Linked DNA regions of Mus musculus: region 1 is linked to region 2. The links are chromatin contacts, called in public Hi-C maps. All regions are on one chromosome and are shown on one strand. The core of a region is the stretch at or near the end of the contact, and the rest is flanking DNA. Distances in the headings are between cores, read along the strand shown. Region 1 overlaps Mpped1 (metallophosphoesterase domain containing 1). Region 2 holds the start of Mpped1 (metallophosphoesterase domain containing 1).

Evidence for each region. A called contact is a pair of places that touch in the nucleus more often than the background predicts.
Region 1: a Hi-C map of cortical neurons shows a contact between it and region 2, with 1.5 times the contacts expected there. The contact joins the enhancer-like site here to the promoter of Mpped1 in region 2. A contact is called at or near these places in 1 of 39 promoter capture datasets (the SN4741 cell line), 4 of 484 Hi-C or Micro-C datasets (cortical neurons, embryonic stem cells and nephron progenitors), 3 of 115 datasets of contacts at active chromatin or transcription factors (embryonic forebrain, embryonic stem cells and forebrain) and 3 of 9 other capture datasets (adipose tissue, liver and pancreatic islet).

What each region holds. Positions count from the first base shown.
Region 1 is chr15:83,827,436-83,830,818 of GRCm38.p6, reverse strand. All of the region lies in intron 3 of Mpped1 (metallophosphoesterase domain containing 1), which reads right to left. Among named protein-coding and RNA genes, the nearest start is that of Gm52172, 7.1 kb to the left of the region's middle. Within about 2 kb of position 1,363, at least 11 of the 459 cell types and tissues checked have an H3K27ac peak or open chromatin away from gene starts, as enhancers often do. A contact at or near this core is called in cortical neurons, where this site is marked.
Region 2 is chr15:83,778,430-83,781,970 of GRCm38.p6, reverse strand. It overlaps Mpped1 (metallophosphoesterase domain containing 1), which reads right to left and starts at 1,948. Exons shown (of 7, transcript NM_172610.3): 1 at 1,864-1,948.

The sequences.
Region 1 (3,383 bases), core at 114-2,613, 49 kb before region 2:
TGACATCCTCAACTGAGGCCTTGGTCAGCCTGTCCAAATGCATGCTACGCTGGGGGGGAGGGGCTGTGTTTGTCGAAGCTGTACTCTGTTAGAGGCCCAAGACTTAGTCTCAACTAAGGCCTTGGTCAGCCTGTCCAAATGCATGCTACGCTGGGGGGGGGGGCGGGGGGGGGAGCTGTGTTTGTCGAAGCTGTACTCTGTTAGAGGCCCAAGACTTAGTCTCAACTGAGGCCTTGGTCAGCCTGTCCGAATGCATGCTACGCTGGGGGGGGGGGGTGTCTGTGTTCGTCGAAGCTGTTAGAGGCCCAAGACTTAGTCTGCTTTGCTGTATTCCCAGGTTCTTTTAGGACCCCAAAAATGGCGAGAGCAGTTTAGTGAACTATTGTGTTCTACTTCTGTGGAGAGACACCATGATCAAGTCAACTCTTATAAAAGAAAACGTTTCACTGGGGCTGGCTTACAGTGTCAGAGGCTTAGTCCACTACAATCATGGCAGGAAGCTCGGCGGCATGCAGGCAGACACAGTGCTAGAGAAGTGGCTGAGAGCTCTACATTCTGATCCAAAGGCAGTGACTGGGACTAGCATGGGCCTTTGAAACCTCAAAGCCCGCCCCAGTGACACATAGTGGTTTGAAGGACTCCATAGCACCACAATGGGCGGTGTCCCAGGTGGCCCTTTTAGGGTGCTCTGCTGTACTGATCCTCAACCCTTGACCTCAAAGGCAGCCTCTACCCCTGCCTTTTCAGAACTGGTAAGCACACCCTACCATGTCAACATGGTGACACTAAGCCATCTACCTAGAAGCTACACTCCCCTCCAGCTTTCTTGAGATGCTGGTATCTGCCTAGGTATGGGTTTTTCAGTGGATAAAGAGACCATGAACTGTCAATCAGAAGAGCAGATGAGGGTGACAGGTGAGTTTTCCTCTTCACTTACCAGAGGCATGGAGTCCAGGAGCATCCGAGCAAAGCTTCCAAAGGCAGCCAAGTTGAGATGCACAGAATGCTGGGGGACTCCTGTGGGAGCCTGTGAAGTCCTGACATTAATCTCCCTCCAAAGAGGTTATTAATCTTTATTGCTAACCTGTTCTATGCCATCCCAGGCTGCACTGGGTCCACACAGCCTGATCTGTCACACTCTGTGAAAGGCACACACATTTCTACACCATCCGTGCTGGTCCCAGAGTGGCACATTGAGCCCGGCAGGGTTTTAGCATGCTCTAAACACAATGACAATCAGGAAAGTACCCACTTACTGCTTTTTTTTCCTGCCCATTCCCTGTCTCACAGAACACAGTGGAGGGGGTGGGATGCAGAGACGGTGTAACGATCTCTGATTGCATTTTTAGTGCGTCGTTGACAGTTCTGTGTTTAAACGCTTGCCAATGTCTGGGAGATTCGAGTTAGCAGACGGCTTAGCGTGGCGCAGAGTCTAGGGGAACGCTGGGAAAAAGCTAGCTCTGAGATTCAGCAGCAAGCTGCCGGTGGCCAAGTCATAGGGCCATGTACACAGCATGGATCATGTGAGCCGGTTGGTGTAAACAGAATGGGATCCATGTCTGACCCAGACAGGCAAAAGAGCCCTGGAACAGGGTATGGGAGGCATGGGCTATGCCTACAGTCCTGTCTGTAGTGACCTCCCAGGGCCAGGTGCCAGGATTAGCAATGTGTATGTGATACATCTTGACACTCATTGGAAGCAAACACCATATCCTCCAGTCTGCAGAGGAAGACAACCTAGTAGGGTAGCAGGCTACAGAGCCCAATCCCATATCTACCTCTTATTGGCTGGCTGACTCAAGAGGAGCGCCTTCAGCACCCTTGCCTGCAGCCTGGATGCTCACCATGTACTAGCAAACACAGGAAGTCACACTTTTTCCCTCTCCAGACGTGTTCCATCAGCTGTATATGACAGGGGTACATTGGGGGAGAGGCACTCAGTCGCTTAAGAGCAAGAAGCATACCATGGCACCCCAGGACCCACAGGGGAGCTCAGCCGGTCAGAAGGTGAAGCAGAAATGTGACTAAGAGCCTCAGCAGTGGGTCACACCATGTGAGCCAAACAGGCAAGTGAGTAGGCTAAAGGCTACCAGTTTGGTGTCTCTGGGGGACCTGGGGCATGTGAGCTGTTCCTCATCGTATGGCACTCTGGGTATTCAAGGCAAATGGAACGGGGTCTCAGCTGAGCACCCCACAAAGGGTCTGTTGGCTGTGGTGTGCTTGGCTTGCCTGTGGAAGGCGTGCTGCTGACCCTGGCAGACACAGTCCCTGCAGCCCAGGGAGATTCCAAGGTATCAGAACATCGAAACACAGAAAATACAGAAAAGCCGAAGGCTCAGATCCTCAATTGATTGTATCACAACCTGGGGTTCTCTGGAGATTTCAGCCCAGAAATGGGAGACAAGACAGTAGAGGTTGTTAAAACAGGGGCTCCAAAAAGTTCCAGCATTGCCCAGGGCACACAGAGGCTCAGGGACCCATACCCACCTGCAGCTTCCTGCTGCAAAGACATCACTGTGGATGGACATGTATTAGCACAGCAGGGGCTCTGCTAAAGCAAAGGCTGGCCCTACCGCATGCCTCAGCGACTCCTGTGGGTCCTGCGTGGGAGGCTCCTGGAACCACTGTGCCACGCTGGTGCCCATATTTAAAAGGCAAATGCGATCCGTCTTCTGTTCTGTGCTAATAGCCCAAATGTTTAACTTCCCAACATTTGTTTTGCCTGGGAAATGTTTTTCAAACAGGGACATTCAGTCCTAGGCGCCATCAACTGTGTTTCCAGTGCTACCGTAGTGTGGACCACTTCAGGATGAAGGATGCCCATGCCTCTACACCCGTATGTAAGGCTTCCCACGGGGGAAAGAAGTTTATGGGACCCTGTGCCCCCAGAAGCCATGGTCTAACAGAAAATACGTACCCAAGTACATTCACAAAAGACCTGTGATGACCTCGGGGGATCTTTCTTGGGGTTTCTGTTGCTATGATAAAGCACAGACTAAAAGTAATCTGGGGGGATGCAAGTTGCTTGGCTCACATATTCTAGGTCACAGTTCTCTGAGGGAAGCCAAGGCAGAAACTCAAGCAGGGCAGGAACCTGGAGGCAGGAACTGAAGCAAACACTGGAGTGGTGCTGCTTACGAGCATGTCCCCCTGGCTTGCTCAGCCTGATTTCTTATACAACCGTGTCCCACCTGTCCAGGGGTGGCACTACCCACACCTGTCATTAATCAAGAAAATGCACCACAGGCTTTCCTACAGACCAGTCCCTCTACTGAGGTTCCCTGTTTCCAAATGTGTCAACTTAAAAAAAACTAACCAGCATAGTTGATGATGGTGGCACTTGCAAGAGGCTATATATATACTATCATGGTTGTGCCCTGGCT
Region 2 (3,541 bases), core at 699-3,198:
TTGGAGAAATGCTCTCATTTGCCGTCTCCTGCATAAGCCTAGACCTGGTCCAGTGGTGCCTAAATTTGAGGCATCAGTCTGGGTGAGAGTGAGCATCCGTAAACACCACACCACACAGGGCTCACACCTCAGCTGCGTCACGCACACACCTCACTCGGAGCCGACCCTCATCAACGTGAAGGAATCTAATTCACTCTCCAGATCTTCCCAAATTCCTTGGGCTGAGGAGCAGAATCAGAAGGCATCCCTACTCGGAACCATTTCCAAACACACCGATCATAGATGTTCAAGACTAAAACGTCGTCTTTTGAGCGGCCGTGAGCCAATTAACACTGTTCCAACTCTCAGAGAAATTGGAAGAGACACAACCATTTCACTGAAATCCATCTTGAGCAAAAGGGGATTTTATAAGTGTTGAGGGGCTGCCACTCGGAAAGCCAATTTGCAGGGAGACGGGTGGTGCGCAGATTAGTATGCATGCTCCCACAGAGCAGTCCCCTGCAGACTGCGCCTCGACTCATTCCAGACGCCTCCCTGTGACCACCAGCTCCAAAGCCTGGTGTTCTCCTCTGCCTGGGTACCCTACCCAGATGGTCTCCTAATGCCTTGGCTTCTAGCTGAGATGGAGCAGTCACCCCAAAGCCTGTCCAGACTCCCCCCAAGGCATTTTTAGTCATGTGCCAAATACTACTGAAGTTGTTTTAATTTTCCTTTGGCCAAGGCTAGTTGGGGTGTTAATATGGTTAGTGACTGATCCCCACCCCCAACACCCCCCTAATGTAGCTGATCCCTGCTAGCAAGTCTGCCACAACCATTCATAAACCGGCAAGGAGCCCAACCATTCAATGGTGCCTCACTTTTGTTCGCCGGGTTTAATTTTATAATTGTTAACAGTTCGTTCTCCTCCCAGCCATTCAGGGGAAGAAGTGGGGGGGGGGAGGGCTGCAATTCTGAAAGGATGCTGAAGGAGAGGGGACAGTCCAGTAGTGAGGAGGAGACAATCCTGCCAGACTAGCTGGACATCCAGGTCCAATGTGCTCTGTGTCCTGACCTCAATGAACCACTGAGCCTGGGCCCAGAGGGTCAAGAGAGGATGGAGTCTCCAACCCCTAAGACTGGCCTCCTAGTCTCTTTCACATAACATCACTCCTCTGCCCCTGCCTAAACCCAGGAAGGCTGTGTTTGAATTCTCTCTCCCGTAGCATGTCCCAAAATAAACACACAGAGGCACCTTTCGGCTTGGGCACTCCATGAAATACTGTCCTGAAGGACTGGGTGCTGTCTGATTAGTCACTGAAGCCTCTGAGGGGGCACAGCAGAGAGCAGTAAGTGTGTTGAATGAGTGAAGGAAGGATGATGGATTGATAGATGGGTGGATGAATGGACGACACATGGGTGTTAGTGAAGTTCCCGGCAATACCCAGCAAAAGTAGCCACTTGACCAGCATCCGTCCCCTTCTCACCCCTCACCTCCAAGTGTCAGCAGAGGCTGGCAGCACACAGTAGGCTCTCCACAACAGGAGGTGGCTATTGTTACCACCCCCATCATCACTTGCACCCCACCAGCCCTCTCCTCCCACCGGCTACTCCAACAGCAGTCAGCGGCAGTCGACCAGCCTGGGAAAAGTTTCGCTGACCGCGCGGCCCCGGCCGAGCCCCCTCCCGCCAGCCCCGGCCCCGCTGGCTGCGCAGCGGCGGTAGCCGACCCGGGGCCGCGCGCCCGGGGCAAGGCAGAGGCGGCCAAAGTAACTTTACGGGCGCCGCGGGGCCCCCCGGGTGCGGGGACAGGGTCCCAGCCGCGCCCCCTCCGGCCCGCCGCCCGCGCCCAGCCCCGCTCGCACTCCCGGCCCGGCCGGGTCCTACCTGGCCCCGGGCTCCTCTTCGGCGGCCGCGAGCAGCAGCGCGCGCGGAGGGCGGCGGGGGCCCGGCTCCCGCGAGGGCGGCGCGCAGGGGCGGGGGCCTCTGCGCCGCGCGGCCGAGGCTGCGAGTGGGAGCCAGACTCCTCCTTCGCGGGGCGGGGGGCTCCCCGCGCCCCCTCCCCCTCCCCCGCCCGGCTCCGCGCCGCCCCGGCCCCGCGCGCCGCCGCGCCGCTCCGCCCGCGCGCCCGGGCCCCGCAGGAGCGCGATCGCGGCCTCGGGCCCCGGCCCCGCGCGCCCTCCCGCCCGGGTCCCGGCCGCCCCGGCCGCGCCTGGGGCCTCGGCGCCCTCCCGGGCCGGGAGCCCGCATCCCGCCGCTCAGGGGCCGCCCCGCGCCCTCTCCACGCAGCCCCTAGCCCCGGCCGCCGAGCGCCTGGAGAGGGGAGCGGGGCGGGGCGCCCTCACCTCCGGAGCCGCGCGCCGCGCTAGGCACCGCGTGCAGGGGCATGCGTGGCTCCTTCTCGGTGCCCGGGCACCCGCTCCGCGGTTAGGACCCCAACCTGGGGCCACCGGGGTCTCTGTCCATAGAGAGATGCGGACACCTCCCCCTCCCTCAACTGGATCAGGCCAGGGTCCTCTTGTTGAGCCCCTTCTGACTCCCGGTCTCCCAGCCTGGTCTCCTGGGTGGCCCACAGTGGCCTCACCTAGAAACCCAGTACGGGCAGGTAAGCCAGTCTGGAAGGCAGAGGACCTAGTGCTAGGTTTCCAGGAGGCCCTGTCCCGGGAGGCAGAGAGAATGAGACATAGAGGTCTCTCCAGTGCAAAGTTTGAGAGGCCAAAGACCCCCGACCCCTGACCAGGATAAAAAGGAGTCCACAGGGCCTAGCTCTGTCCTGGGCCTCTCCCCACAATGGAACTTAGGAGGGAAGTCCACCCAACATCCCTTAACCAGTATTTGTGGGTTCTACTTGCTTATCACAGAGCCTACCATCTCTCTCAGATGATTAGGGTCAGACCCGCAAGGGCACCTCAGTTGGCACTTGGGGCTTGGGTTGCTCTGAAGGAGAACCCAGTCTTGTGAGAGAGGCAGAGGGAGATATGGCACGTGTGGGAAGAGGGGACAGCCACCTGGGGTGGCTTCCTGAAAGTGGAGATGCTACATGGGGTAAGATCATGCCCAGGCTGGGGAAAAAAACCCTTCTAGATAGAGGCTGGTACAGGCCAGGGTCCTGGGCAGGGTGGGATGCTGAGGCTCTGTGGAGCTAGAAGAAAAAGAAATGGAGGTAAGGTTCTTGGGCGCTTGGCTAAGCCCATGGAGTTTGCTAGGGTGTTAGGGAGCCGTTGAAGGTTATGGCCAGGCCTTGCTATGACCAAGCTTGTGCTTTGAGAGAACTCATTCCAGCATCCCAGACAGGGAGTAGGTCTGGTTAGGAAGAGGCTAAGGAGGAGAAACTGATGGTGCAGAGCTCTCTCCCAGTGGGACCCCATAACTCACCCTGTAGACCCTTCCCTCCTAAGACTACAACACCACTTTGTGCTTCAGAGAACATCCCTGCCTACCTGAGAGACAAGGCTGCAGCTCAGGACATCAGCAGGCTCTCCCTGCTGCCTGCCAAGAACAATGGCACAGCTGGGCATGGCCTTTAGGGGACAAGAGCAGAGACAGAAGACATTCTTGTGACTGT